Regions from separate parts of the Mus musculus genome. Here regions 2 and 3 are each linked to region 1. A link is a contact called in public HiCAR-type and HiChIP or PLAC-seq data. All regions are on one chromosome and are shown on one strand. Each heading gives the region's core, a stretch centred on a gene start, on an enhancer-like site or on the middle of the called end of the contact. The rest is flanking DNA. Distances are from core to core; before and after follow the strand shown. Region 1 holds the start of Rps23rg1 (ribosomal protein S23, retrogene 1). Region 2 holds the start of Evi5l (ecotropic viral integration site 5 like). Region 3 holds the start of Ccl25 (chemokine (C-C motif) ligand 25).

Region 1 (4,705 bases), core at 942-3,441:
ATTAACCATAATATTCCCCTAAGTTGTTTCTATCCAGTATGTGGAGGGGCACAAGTGTGATACAGAGTACACGTGGGCATTGAACACAGGCTGCAGACTTCGTTTGATAGATATGGCTTCTATAAACACATGTGTTTGAATGCCTGGCCCATAAGGAGTGACACTGTTAGGAGGTGTGGCCTTATTGTAGGAAATGTGTCACTGGGTCGGTAGGCTTTGTGGAGTCACTCAAGCTGTGCTCAGTGTGACACAGTCTTTTCCTTGTTGCCTGCAGAACAAGATGTAGAACTCTCAGCTCCTGCTCCAGCACCGCGTCTGCCTGCACACTGCCATGTTTCCTGCCATGATGATAATGGACTGAACCTCTGAACCTGTAAGCTGGCCCCATTAAATGTTTTCCTTCTAAGAGTTGCCTTGGTCATGGTGTCTGTTCACAGCAATGGCACCCTAAGACACATGGCATGTACCATGTGTGCCCACCCTCTCATAAAATAAATAAATAAGTATAGTTAAAAATTCTTTAAAAGGCCTGGAGAGATGATGTAGTGGTTAAACACTCACCGTCTGCTCTTCAGGGAATACATGATTGGTTCCCAGCACACACATTAGGGAGTTCACAACTACCTGTATCTCTAGTTCCAGGGAATTCAATGCCCTCTTTTGGTCTGCCCAGGCAATGTGTGTGTGTGTGTGTGTGTGTGTGTGTGTGTGTGTGTGTAGTGCTCATGCAGACAATGAGGTCTACGAACATACACATAAAATAAATAATTAAATAAAAACTAAAAAAAAAAAACAGTAACAACAAGGGGAATGGCTCCTGAAGAACTATACCCAAGATAGATCTCTATACTACACACACACACACACACACACACACACACCTACACACATGCACACACACACCTACACATATGCACAGACACACCACACATACACACAGACATACCTACACACACAGACACACATGCACACACACACATACACACAGACACACATGCACAGACACACATACACACATACACACATGCACAGACACACACACAAACAAACCTACACACACACATACACATATGCACACACACACATACACACATGCACAGACACACACACAAACAAACCTACACAGACACAGACACACAAACACACATGTACACACACAGACACACATGCCCACATACACACCTACACATATGCACAGACACACATACAGACACACCTACACACACACTCTCACACACACACATCTACACACATGCACATACACACACCTACACACATACACACCTACACACATGCACGCACACACACACACACACACACACACACAGGTTCTTCAAATATAACACCCCGTTGCACTCAGGTAAATAAAGCTGATCATACAAAATCAATACTTACAAACATGAACAAACACGAAGCAGAAACAGTATGTGATCCTCCCAGTCTATCTGCCTCTCTGAGTGCTCACACCTGCGGAGAGTGTCACCCCACTCCAACACAACCACTCAGGACCCACCACTTGTTTGAGCCATAGAAAAAAGCCACAAGAACAGAGGATTGGAAAAAATTTGCATACTGAAGTAAGATATTAAAAGTGTGGAAAGCAACGGAGGCTGCAGGGGGCTTTAAAAAAATCCTCCACCCCACCCCAACGACTGCTTGCTCTGAGGTAGATTGCAGGGATCCGTATGGTGGGAGGGGAGAACCGATTTCTGCAAGTTCTCCTCTGAACTCTACACGCACATATAGACACACACAAAGTAAATAAACAAATATATACTAAAATAATATATATACAAAGCTGCGTTCTTTAACTTCTTCCTTCCTTCCTTCCTTCCTTCCTTCCTTCCTTCCTTCTTTCCTTTCCCCCCTCCCTCTCTTCTCTCTTCCTTTCTTTCTTTCTTTTTCTTTCTGAGGCAGGGTCTCATTTTGTAGACCTGGCTGTCCTGAAACTTGCTGGCCTATATAAACCAGGCTGGCCTTGAATACACAGAGTTCTACGCGCCTCTGCCTTCAAAGTCCTAGTAATACAGTCTAGGGTTCTTTATCCGGTTCGTTTTCTCTGCCAATTCACTAACTAAAAGGCAGGACAAACCTCAAGCACGACAGGTGGCAGTGGAGAAATCTCCAGTCTGCTGACAGCAGCAGAGAGAATCGGCAGTTGAGGACAGGCATTTATCTGGGGTGAGAGAAAGACTCTCTGCAAAGCAGAGAGGTTGACAATGAAGGCTGGGGGTTTAAAGTCTGAGTTTTCTTCCCTACTTTACGGTTGGTCAGTTTGAAGAAAGACAGAGTAGCTGATTGGCTCAGAACTGTTGTGTGACCGTCCTGAGCAGACCTCGGACACCTGACCCAGACCAGCAGCAGAGTCCTGCTGGCAGGAGACAAAAGCATGTAAGGCATTTGTTTTAAGCCTCCAGGCTTTTGTCTCAGCTCAGCAGGGCGAGGAAGAAGCTACCATCCTCGGAGCTTGCTATCTTTGTTACCTAGCTCTGGCCGATCTCCCTCTTGGTCTGCTTATCTGGGAGTCAGTCTAATGGATAATCTTTCACTAGGATTAAAAGTTGTGCAAATCACATGGCGCCCCACCTCCCCTTTTAAGTCAAAGAAAGAGTTACTTATTTATTTTGTTTTTTCAAGACAGGGTTTCTATGTGTAACAACCCTGGCTGTCCTGGAACTGGCTTTAAAGACCAGACTGGCCTCAAACTCACAGAGATCCACCTGCTTCCACCTCACGAATGATGGGATTAAAGAGTGTGCTACCATGCCCAGCAAGTTTTTATCTTGCACGTTTTTAATGTGTGAGAGCAGGTGTGTAGTCTCTCTGTGTGTAGGTCAGAGGATAATTTGTGGAGTCCATTCTACCTTTATGAGGTTTCTAGGGACCTGAACTCAGGTTGGCAAGTGCTTTACCCACTGAGCCATACCCCCAGTCCTATTTGGGGGGTTGGGGGACATGTAAGCCAGGCTGGCCTCAAACACACTAAAAGTGGCCTTCAGCTTCTGCTTTCCACCGCGTGAGTGCTCTGGTTACAGCCATGTCACCAGGTTTGGTTTGCTGTTTGATTGAGGTGGGGCAATGTGCTTGGGTTGGAACCCAGAGCCTCGAACATCCTGAATTTGTTCTGTGCTTCCAGTAGCCCTCCCAGCTGTCCTGTCTAATAATTTCCAACTGTGCCATGAAACAGGACCTTCCACCCACTGCCAGGGGTGTTAAACTTTTCCGCCTTTTACCAGAGCAACTTAGCCAAGTGTATCAAGCACTACAATGAAGCCAGTCAGCTATGAGCCTCTGTTGTCAAGTCTAGTGTTTGTTTTTCCTAAGAACAGGAACAGGGGAAATGGAAGAATGTTCTTACTCGTTTATTGCAATAACACATTGGAGATAATAGGAAGAAATGATTGAGGGCTTAGGGCTGTGGTTAAGTTGGTAGAGCACTTGGCCTGCAAAAAGCCTTGGGTTCCATCCCAAGTATTGACTAAAGCAGGCATGGTGCTATGATCCCAGGAGGAAGAAGCTAGAGATTCACAAGTCCAAGATCATCCTGGGCCAAATGAGACTCAAAGAGAGGTCACTCACTGCACAAGCCTGATATCTGAGTTGAATCCTCACAGCATAGTGAAAGGAGAACAAACTCCTGTAAGTTGACCTCTGACCTCATATTTGCTGCTGCACCTGAATCAATGATAGGAGGGGAGAGAGAGAGAGAGAGAGAGAGAGAGAGAGAGAGAGAGAGAGAGAGAGAGAGAGAGAGCAAATAAAAAGAAGTTGGTGGGTGTGGTGCACAGCTGTAATCCGAAGATTCCAAAGGTTGAGGCAGGAGGATCTCAAAGTTAAGGTCATCCCAGGCTTCATATTAACAACCTACCTGAAAAAGAGGAGTAGGGTGAACAGGATGAGGGGGAAGAAGAAGGAAAATCCCCACCCCAATCTCATCTATGATAGTGAAAATCTAAAAGCAACCCTGGTGGAGGAGAAGAGGTTACAAGCTCAGGGAATATTTCATCTTCAATAACAAGATTTCTCCTGACGTTCCTCCCTTGAGTCCCCTCCTCCGCAGCACACTGGAGTGAAAGGAGTTCACTGTGGCCACTCTACATGTGTCTGCTTGCTCCAGTGGAATCCGCCTGTATGGTCCCCATTCCTTTTCATGGAGCGATATACATGTGTTTTTCCATGTCAGTAAATACAGGTCTGTCTCGTTCTTTTAAAGGCCTCAGAGCTTCCTATACCCCTACACCATTGTCAACAGCCTCTGGAACTATTTCCCACACACCTCCTCCAAATTGTGTGCTCCCAGAGGATGGATTGCCGATTTAGACATTATAGGCATCATTTTTTTTTTCTTTTAGACTATCAATCAAATTGCATTTCAAAAGAAAAAAAAATCTGAGGTAGGGGATGGGGCTGAGTTGGTAAAGTGCTTGCCTCCTGTGCTCAAAGCCCTGGTTTCCATCACTAGCATAAACTAGATGTGGTAGTATCCTCAACAACCCCATTACTCAGGAGATAGAGGCAGGAGGATCAGGAACTCAAGATTATCCTAGACTATATAGGAATTTGAGGCCAGCTTGGGCAACTTGAGACCCTGTTGAAAGAAAGAAAGGAAGAGAGGGAGGGATGAGGGAAGGAGTGGGATGGGGGTGGGGAAGAGAACAAGGAAGGGGGCCTAGAGAGAGAGAGAAGGGAGAAACAAGAGGAGGTG
Region 2 (4,704 bases), core at 986-3,485, 600 kb before region 1:
TTTTTATTCAAATCTGTTCAGAATTTGTTTGTAAATATTCTACAAGGAAACCTAGGCTTTTTATCTGGGTCTTTCCAGGCATAACCAAATGCTTGTTAGGAGCTGGTTTGTTCTGGATTCTCCTTTACACTCCCTAGTTCTACAACTACAGCCAGTTCTGCAATCTCTTCTTTCCTCTCTGTCTTGTGCCGGGGCCAAGCTACCTGTGATCCCTTCCAAACCACCACAGTCAACCGCAGGAATCCAGAGGGAACCCACAGGTGGGACCCTAGGATGGGAGCTGTGGGGCAGAATTGGTAGGGAGAACCAATACAATACAACCATGAAGAGTGAGGGATGTGGGGAGTCTGGCTTAATGACAGATTGGCTGGGAGTGGTGTATATGGGAGTGGGGGTGTCAAGCAGAGGGGGTTGTCAATCAGAGCACTCATCCTTTCACACACACCCCCCCTGTCTTCTTCACATTTTAACCCTTCTGAAAATATTCCTTAAAGAGGTGCTTGCTTTTGGCAGGTCTGACCCAGTCTGAGCAGATCCCACATGCTAGGAGGAAGCTGTTTTATTTTGACCAAACATTGGTGGTGGGTAAAAGAACTCACAGGGCTCTCAGAAACTGGCCTTGATGAGCACCTTAGATGGCAGCACTGTCTATATCATCTGAGGCCAACAGATGCCATAGGCTCAAGGATGCTGGTCCTACCAGTCTGGTCAGACTTTAGGATTGGGGCCAGGAGCCGCTGGAAGATCTCACTCCCCATGGTATGTATAGGGAGGTGCCATTGATTTGGAGATGGGCACTGGTTCCTTTTGGGACACTGGTGTAGGAAAGAATGTCCTTCCTATTAAAAAGGATAAGAAAGAGAGAGGGGGGGGAGAGATTTGTGGTAGGTAGATCTTAGGCCCTGACACGCCCTGGAGTCCCAACTCAAAGAGAATGGGGTGGAAGGGACAGGCTAGGTGCTGGGGACAGAGCTTGCCACCTCACAATCTTCTGTCTTTTGTCTGAGTTAGGAGGTCTGTTGAGGGTACTGGGCTCAAGAAGGTGTATAGAAGTTCTCATGTGTGTGTGTGTGTGTGTGTGTGTGTGTGTGAGAGAGAGAGAGAGAGAGAGAGAGAGAGATGGGGGGGGGAGAGCACTCATGGGCCTGGGTCTGGGTTGGGCCCTTAGGTTCCTGTATATTTAGGGGTATCTAAATGACCCCACTCTGTATCAGAAAGATGGATGGGGAGGGTGTGTCTATGGGGGATGGGATTCAGCACTATCTTTTGGTCTTTTGGGAAGTCCTGAGTGTTCATTTCTTCAGGAAGATGCCATCTAGATGGCTCAAGATCAGCAACAGTGTATAGTCTTCTCAGAAGACTAGAAGTGATGTTTTTTTTGTTTTTGTTTTTATTGGAGCCCTTGAGCAGGAGGGGTGCCAAGTGAGCAGGCTGAGCTGATGTCTCTGGATTCAGTTGGGAATCTTTCCGTTTAAGAGGTGAGGCATGGGTTTCTGTGGAGTCAGAAAGAAAGAGTATAGGGCTCTGATCTTGGTCTCCTTGGAGAGGATGAGGGTGTAGGCCAGACACAGAAGACAGGAAGCCAAGTGGGAGGTTTAGGGGGATGTAAAGGCAAGAGATGTGCAGATGGGAGGGGTCCTGGGACTCGGGGTGGTGGTGGTGGTGGTTGTGGATTGGAAAGGAGACGCTCATGGTGTGTGTGTGTGGGGGGGGGCAGGTCTGCAGACTGGGGGATGGGGAAGCCCTGGACAGATTCTAACAGAGGAGTCTTGGGAAAGATGTACAGAGGTCCTGAGCCTGTGGGGGACGTCGCGAAGAGACACTGGGTCTTAGGAGCCCTGGGAGGGATCCTGAGGGGATCGGGAAGGAGGGTGGGCGGAGGCCGGAGTTCCAGGGTCCGGGACTGGGAATGCCAAGGCTCCCAGCGTGGATTCTGGAGGCGAGGCGACCCCAGGTCACGCTCCTGGTTTGGCTTCCCCGCGGGGCCCCGCAGCACTGACGCCCCCAAGGAGAAGAGGCCCGGTTCGGGCCGCCCTACCTGCGCCGAGAGCGCCTCCATCGCCGCGCCGAGCCTCGCTGTCCCTGCGCTGTGTCGTCCGATGCCCCGACCCACGGTCACGTCTGCTCGAGGGTCCCGCAAACCCCGCGGCCCGGCCCCTTTCAATCAGCCACCCCCGGGGACCGCGGCCGTCGCTGGCTCCGCCACTGCCATTTCACCCGCTGACAGGAGCCGCTGCCCCGCCCCCCGCCCCCCAGCCCAGTCAACCAATTCACCGCCCCCTTAGGCCTTTGGCTCCGCCCACTGTAGAAGAATGACATAAGACCTGACCAATCCATAGCCACCCCGTGAGGCGGACCCTGGCTACGGTTCTCTGAGGAGAGGAGCGAATTGAAATGAGAGAATCTGTGATGGACATCTAATTTTACCTATCAAAATAAGTAATAATATTGATCGACACCTAAACTACTAATAGTGATGGGCGAGAGGTGTGCCTCGGAAGGAAAGCTGAGGCCTTGAGCAACCCTTAGCTGAAAGCACTAAGCCCCGCCCAGAGCTGGAATTCTACCCAATCATGAGAGGTTCTGAGCCGTCCATTACTATCTGCTCTTCAAACCTCGTCCCTGGTAACTGTTGAGATGGGAGGGGTGTGCTGTGAAAGAGATCCTGACTTCTAAGCAGTCAGCGACACTGATGGAAGGCGGGCTCTTGTATTTGACCAATGGAGTCGTGAGACTGGGAATGAGGTTGGCGTCCTGGGCGGTAGGACTTAAGGCCATGGGCTGAATGAAATGGAGGAGTTAATGAGGAGGCGTGTCTCGGTGCAAGGATAGGCGGGACCAGACAAGGGCCGGGCTCCTGGCTTGGGTTTTAGATCGGGCGTATGCAGAAGGCCTCTCTTCAGAGCCAGCATCTCTGTGGTGGCCGGGTGGTTAGGTCAGGTCCTACCCTTGCTGGGTGAATCTGGCATCAAAACGCCGATTGCATCCTTCATTTGCCCCAACCATTATCTCTCCTGGGACGGGGCGGGGCGGGGCGGGGATGGGGTATAGAGCGGCGGAGGGGGTGTCAGGTCTCCTTTGGGTCCAGAGCCGCACACGTGAGAGCTGCTTTAAAGGCTTGAAGAATGAATGAATGAATGGGACCTTGGTTCTTTTGCCGACTCCCCCTTGTCCTCGTTTTTTTCCTCCTCCCCTTTCTCCTTCCACTTTGTTTTTATTTTTTTTTTATTTTAATTTTTGAGACAGAGTCTATTGTAGTCTTAGGATGACCTCAAAATTTTCTGTGTAGCAGAGGGTGACTTTGAACTCCAGATCCTCCCACTTTTCACCTTCCACTCACCACCTTGGCCAGATCCTAGATTCTTTTAATAAGTAAGTGAGGGCAGAGAGCATGTATGACCCATCATTGACAGCTACAAGACTTGAGAAGAGGATGACTCCAGGGTGTGGGTTATGGGCCTTGGACAGGGTGGGGCAAGGAAGGATGTGTCATAGAAGGAAAGCTGAGATCATAGGTTCAGCAGGGGGAGTGGTTCCCCTCTGGAGGAGACTGATGAGTAGTGGAGTACAGCCTGATTCACAAAAGGCTACAAAAAAGTTCAGCATGATGGCTGAAGATCGGGGGGGGGGGGGGGGGACACGAGGGGAAACAGAGGAGTCTATTCAGAATAGGGACTGTCAGGATTTCTAAGGTTTGAGATCTTAACCTTTTGTATAGTCAGGGCTTCTATTTGATACTAACAGTTGACAGTCACATGGATTTTTAAATTTTTAATTTTGTTTTTGTTTTTGTTTTGTTTTGTTTTGTTTTTTGAGACAGGGTTTCTCTGTATAGCCCTGGCTGTCCTGGAACTCACTCTGTAGACCAGGCTGTCCTGGAACTCAGAAATCTGCCTGCCTCTGCCTCCTGAGTGCTGGGATTAAAGGCAAGCGCCACCACGCCCGGCTTAAAATTTATGAGATAGGGTCTCACCACAGCTCAAGCTGGCTTCCAACTCGCAGCGCATTTGACTGGTGTCAAACTCAGAATTTTCCTACCTTAGTTTCCAGAGTGCATGGATGTGTATTATAGTGTTGATCTCATACACTCTCCCTCTTTTATCTATATTGCCCCATTAAAATTTTGAAACTGTTAAGAAAAACTAGACTATTACTAAATACTCAGGTGATTGAAAACCTCATTCCATCCACATTTCTGTATTCCTTTCCCTCATCTAAAAAAAAAAAAGAGAAGAAAAGAAAAGAAAAGGAAAGAAAAGTTCTTCTACAGCCCGTTTGTGTGCTGTGCTATTTAACAGCATCAAGTTGAAATCAACCTCCTGCGGAGGATGCAGCTCAGTTGGTAGAGTGCCTACCTAACTAACATGCACGAAGCCCCAGGTTTGATCCTAGCACGTTGGTAAAAAAAGATATAGTAGTAAACACCTGTAGTCCCCAGCTCAGGGAGGTGAAGGCAGGAAGACAAGTTCGAGGCCGTTCTCAGCTCCACAGTGACTCTGAGGCCAGCCTAGGTTACATGGAAGCATGGCTCAAAAGAGGAGGATAGGCACCTGAACAGTTCAGTCGGGAGTTAAGATTGATAATTGCTCTTACAGAGGACCTGAGTTCACTTCCCAGCACCCACATCTGGTGGCTGACAACTACCTGTAACTCCAGTTCTAGGATATCCTCTTATGCCTCTTTTGGCCTCTTAGTACAGTGAAA
Region 3 (4,100 bases), core at 1,088-3,587, 780 kb before region 1:
AAGTTCATAAACTGAGTGCGGTAGTACATTCCTAGAATCCTCGCACCTGGGAAGTAGAGGCAGGCAGATCAGAATTTCAAAATCATCCTCAGCTAGGAAGCTAGTTGGAGACCAGCCTGAGATATATGAGACCCTATCTCAATTTAAAAATATAAAAATTAGCTAGATGTAGCAGTATACACTTTTAATCCCAACATTCAGAAGGCAGAGGCAGGCAGATCTCTGAGTTCAAGGCTAGCCTGGTCTACAGAGTGTGTTCCAGCATAGCCAAGGCTATACAGGAAAACCCTGTCAAAATTTTTTTTAATTAAAAAAATTTAAAGGCCACATGTGTGGCACATGCCTTTCATTTCAGCACTCAGGAGGATCTCTAAGCATTTGAGACTAGCCTGGTCTACATAGTGAGTTCCTGGACAGTGAGTTACACATAGTGAGAAAGCTCTTGCCACCAAGCCTGATAACCTGAGTTTGACCCCATGGATCCACAGAGTGAAAGGAAAGACTTTGCAAATTATCTCCACATGGGCACTGTGCATACTGATCCACACACACGCGCACACAATAAATAAATAAATGTAAGTTGGATAAAAATATAAACAGGTTATTCAACTTTCCTGACCATCTCAGCTCCAGGTATGAGTCAGCTTGTCCCCATGTTGAATTAACTTAAATCCCTTTTCCTCTCTATACTCATCTCAGTGGCTGCTAAACTGACCTAGCCATTCTTTGCCGATTCCCCTGTTAGTCTAACAAGAGCTTAAAGATTTCTTCTTGGTACCAAAGAGCCATACAACACAGACATGAATTAGACCTAATGCTCAGGAGTATCTCAACCTGGTAGGGAAGCCAAAAATGTTATCTACATGAAAGAAGGTGCACTGGAGCTGGAGGAGGTGCCCAAGGAGGAGGAGATGATCCTAGAAAGTTCTGAGGAGAGAAGCAAATGAATAAAGAAAGTTGGCAAGACAGTGGGTTCCTCGATCTGAGGACAAGTAGAGCCTAGTAGAGGTTCAGGGACAGAGTTCATCCTCCTTGCCATTGCTCCACCTTGGCTCTTGAGGACAAGGGGCAGTGGTGTCAGATAAGAAATGGGACTTCAGGGATCCCTGACAGGTGTTTTCCAACACTGGGGGCCATTTTTCTCCCAGGATCAAAGGGCAGAGGTTGGGAGTGGCCCAGATAGCAGAATGGGAAAAAAAAAAAAGCCAAGCTTGGCTTTCTATGGGTACGGTGGAAGCTTGAAGGTGCACGACCTGTCTGTAGAAGAGCAGGCAAGGCAAAAGCAGGGATCCTGGTCCTCAACCTGGCCTGGGATTTTGCCTTGACACCTGCTGGGACTTCACAGTTTTTTCTGAGATGAAGCACCCAGTGACAGGACTCTTGGGGGATGCTTCATGCCCCTGAGAACTGGCCTTGGGTAACTGAATCCTCCAGTACCTGCTTTCCAGGAGGCCAAGAAAGAAGACAAAGATGGTTCCCTGACCACAGGGCTGGGAATCCTGTTGCAGCTGAGAGTATTTTGCAGTTCATTGGATCCTTAAATTTTCATTCCTGCTTAGCAGATGGGGACACTGAGTCCCACACAGAATAATCTTAGCCCCTTGCCTAGATTACACAGGGAGGAAAGGCAGGGAATGCAGTCTGGAGAGTCTTCAGGGTTCTGAGCTTAACTTCACATCCCCTAACTAGGCAGAAGAAGGGCATCAAAATGCATTTCTGGCTAAGTGAATTTCTCCTCAATTGGAATCCACCCTCAGGTTCCTGCAGCCCCTAAACCTCTTGAGTCTTGCAAAGGAAGCACTTCAGAATGAAAGTGAGGGATCTGGGAGTAAGTAGCTGGGGACACTTCATCTCTACCCATCTACCTCCAGTAGTACCAGGAATTCTTGTTATGCCCAACCTCCCAAGAGACACTGAAGAGTTCAAAGGATACAGAATACAGGGAGACTTCAACAAGTGGAGAAGGACAAGTGAGAAGAGAAAGCAATATGCCCAAACCGGGGCAAGGTAGGTATAGCTAAGGACAATACCTTGGGCATGGACAACCGGCATCCAGGCCCCAACAAAACAGGCAACCAGGCAGGCAAAAAGCCACAGTTTCATAGTGAAGGTTAGATCTCCTCTCCAGATACCTGAAGGTTTAAGGGGGCCACCTATAAAAGTGGAAGGAAAGACATCAGTATCTCAAGCCACCCCTGGAACTCTCTGAAAGAGAGGCAGATGGCAAAGGACTTGCTCTAGCCTCTGCTGTAGTCAGAAAAAGACTCACCAATGCCTTTCTGGTCCTGAGAGCTGGTGCCTGCTTGTAGCGTGTATTGCCTATGGGATCAGTGAACTGGCTTCATTCTTTATAGTCAGAGCCCCACCCTGCAGTGACCTGCCCCCTCTCTTCTCTCCCTCCCTCCTCCTGCTCCTCCTCTCTACCAGCTCTGTGAGACTTGGGACTTCTCTCTCCTTCAGATAGACCAAGTCCTATTTTACATCTGTCTCTGCAGGTTACCTGCCCCATGAACCTTGAGGCACTTTATGCAGCCAGGCCTCTCAATCAGTATCCCCTCCCAATACCTTATTATGTGAGGTCCAATACTGTCCGCAGCCCTCTCCCTTACAAGCTTTTTATTCCATCTCCTCACGGATCTTTTTATAGTTAGCTGCGTTTAAAAGTTTTATTATTTCTAATTTTTATTATTATTTTGTACATGAGAACAGGGCACACATAAATCATGGCGTATCTGTGGGGTCAGAGGACAACAATCTATTCTTTCCTTCCACCTTGTGGGTCTTGGGGATGAAACAAAGGTCATCTGATTTGGTGGCAGGTGCCTTTACTCACTGAGCCACGGAGCCATCTTGCCTTTTCTTGCTCTCTTGCTCTGTCCTGGCCTTAACACGTTTTCCTGAAATTTCATAATTTCTTTCTTTTTCTTTTCCTGTTTGTTTGTTTGTTTGTTTTTGTTGTTTGTTTTTTTTGAGACAGACTTTCTTTGCGTAACAGAGCCCTGGCTGTCCTGGACTCACTTTGTAGACCAGGTTTGTCTTGAACTCACAGAGATCCGACTGCCTCTGCCTCTGCCTCCCAAGTGCTGGACCATAATGTTATTTTTTAGTTGCTGAATAAAATTCCAGTTGCTGGCCCACTTTTAAAATTGTATTTATTTGGGAGGCTGGGGACATGAGAACCATGGTGATCTGGGGGCAACTTTGCAGAGTCAGTGGAGCTTGGAATCAAAGTAAGGTCATCAAGTTTTGCAGCAAACTCCTTCAGCCAGCTCCCGGTCTGGAAAGGTACACTTTCAGTGGGGCAGTGAGTGATACGGAATGAAAGCCATTCTAACAAAACTGTTTGTAACCACAACACTGGAAAGAAAGTAATGTTCTGGTTTGGAATGTGAAGCCAGGATCCAGGTGACAGCGTCTGTTGTCTGCAGGAAGCAAAACAAGATTCATTTTGAAAGCATTTCTTCTTTCCTTTGGTTAACTTGACCCTCTGGGGGATAGGGGCAAAGTGTTTAGGAAGATGGGGCGGGGCTGGACGGGGCGGGGAGGAGGAACGGGGAGGCCTGCCACAAGAACTCACAACTAACCGCTTTTAACTTTTCATCACTCGCATCCGCAGCTAGCGACACGTCCTTTCTCTGGGTATTCCTCACACTCCGAACCTCCTGTTGTATTTAATTCTACTTAGTCGGGGTCTTTTGCCCTCTCCCACCCCCTACCCCACTCCGCGGGGCAGTGGAGGGTGCTGGCCGGCTGCAGGTGAGTGAAGCTTAAGGCCCCCCAGGATGATTAGAGCTTAGAGTTCCACACACCAGAGCAAGTCATAAAGCTTTGGTCTGTGTTTGGAGAATAGCACCAGGGGGCGAGTTTTGAGGAATGGCACCTGAGGATGAATCTTGATGGTGTAGATTTGAGTAGTTTTGGTGGGTAGAACTTTACAGCCAGTTTTCAAATGAGGAAGATATAAACAGAAGAGCTTATGAAACCAGGGGGTGCTTTCTGGGTGGGGCTTACTCCGAGGGTGTGGCGTGCAATCCAGCCACTGCAGCAGATGGAGTCTTCTTGTAGAGGGGATGCAAGCCCTCACCCCTACCCTTCAGATC

Evidence for each region. HiCAR-type assays count read pairs that join an accessible place to other places. HiChIP or PLAC-seq counts read pairs in DNA pulled down with a chosen protein or histone mark.
Region 2: a contact with region 1 is called in a HiCAR-type map of embryonic stem cells, with 3 times the contacts expected there. The contact joins the promoter of Evi5l here to the promoter of Rps23rg1 in region 1. A contact is called at or near these places in 3 of 39 promoter capture datasets (cranial neural crest, embryonic stem cells and frontonasal cranial neural crest) and 2 of 115 datasets of contacts at active chromatin or transcription factors (embryonic stem cells and stem cell-derived neural progenitor cells).
Region 3: an H3K27ac HiChIP or PLAC-seq map of embryonic stem cells shows a contact between it and region 1, with 10 read pairs. The contact joins the promoter of Ccl25 here to the promoter of Rps23rg1 in region 1. A contact is called at or near these places in 1 of 39 promoter capture datasets (pre-B cells), 4 of 115 datasets of contacts at active chromatin or transcription factors (all in embryonic stem cells) and 1 of 9 other capture datasets (embryonic stem cells).

Annotation. Positions count from the first base shown.
Region 1 is chr8:3,565,484-3,570,188 of GRCm38.p6, reverse strand. Rps23rg1 (ribosomal protein S23, retrogene 1) reads right to left here and starts at 2,191. Exons shown (of 6, transcript NM_001024728.2): 1 at 2,093-2,191.
Region 2 is chr8:4,164,098-4,168,801 of GRCm38.p6, reverse strand. It overlaps Evi5l (ecotropic viral integration site 5 like), which reads right to left and starts at 2,235. Exons shown (of 20, transcript NM_001346730.2): 1 at 2,039-2,235. The region is part of intron 4 of 4932443L11Rik (a long non-coding RNA gene); the gene reads left to right.
Region 3 is chr8:4,347,825-4,351,924 of GRCm38.p6, reverse strand. Ccl25 (chemokine (C-C motif) ligand 25) reads right to left here and starts at 2,337. Exons shown (of 6, transcript NM_009138.3): 1 at 2,270-2,337; 2 at 2,031-2,153. The coding sequence starts at 2,103.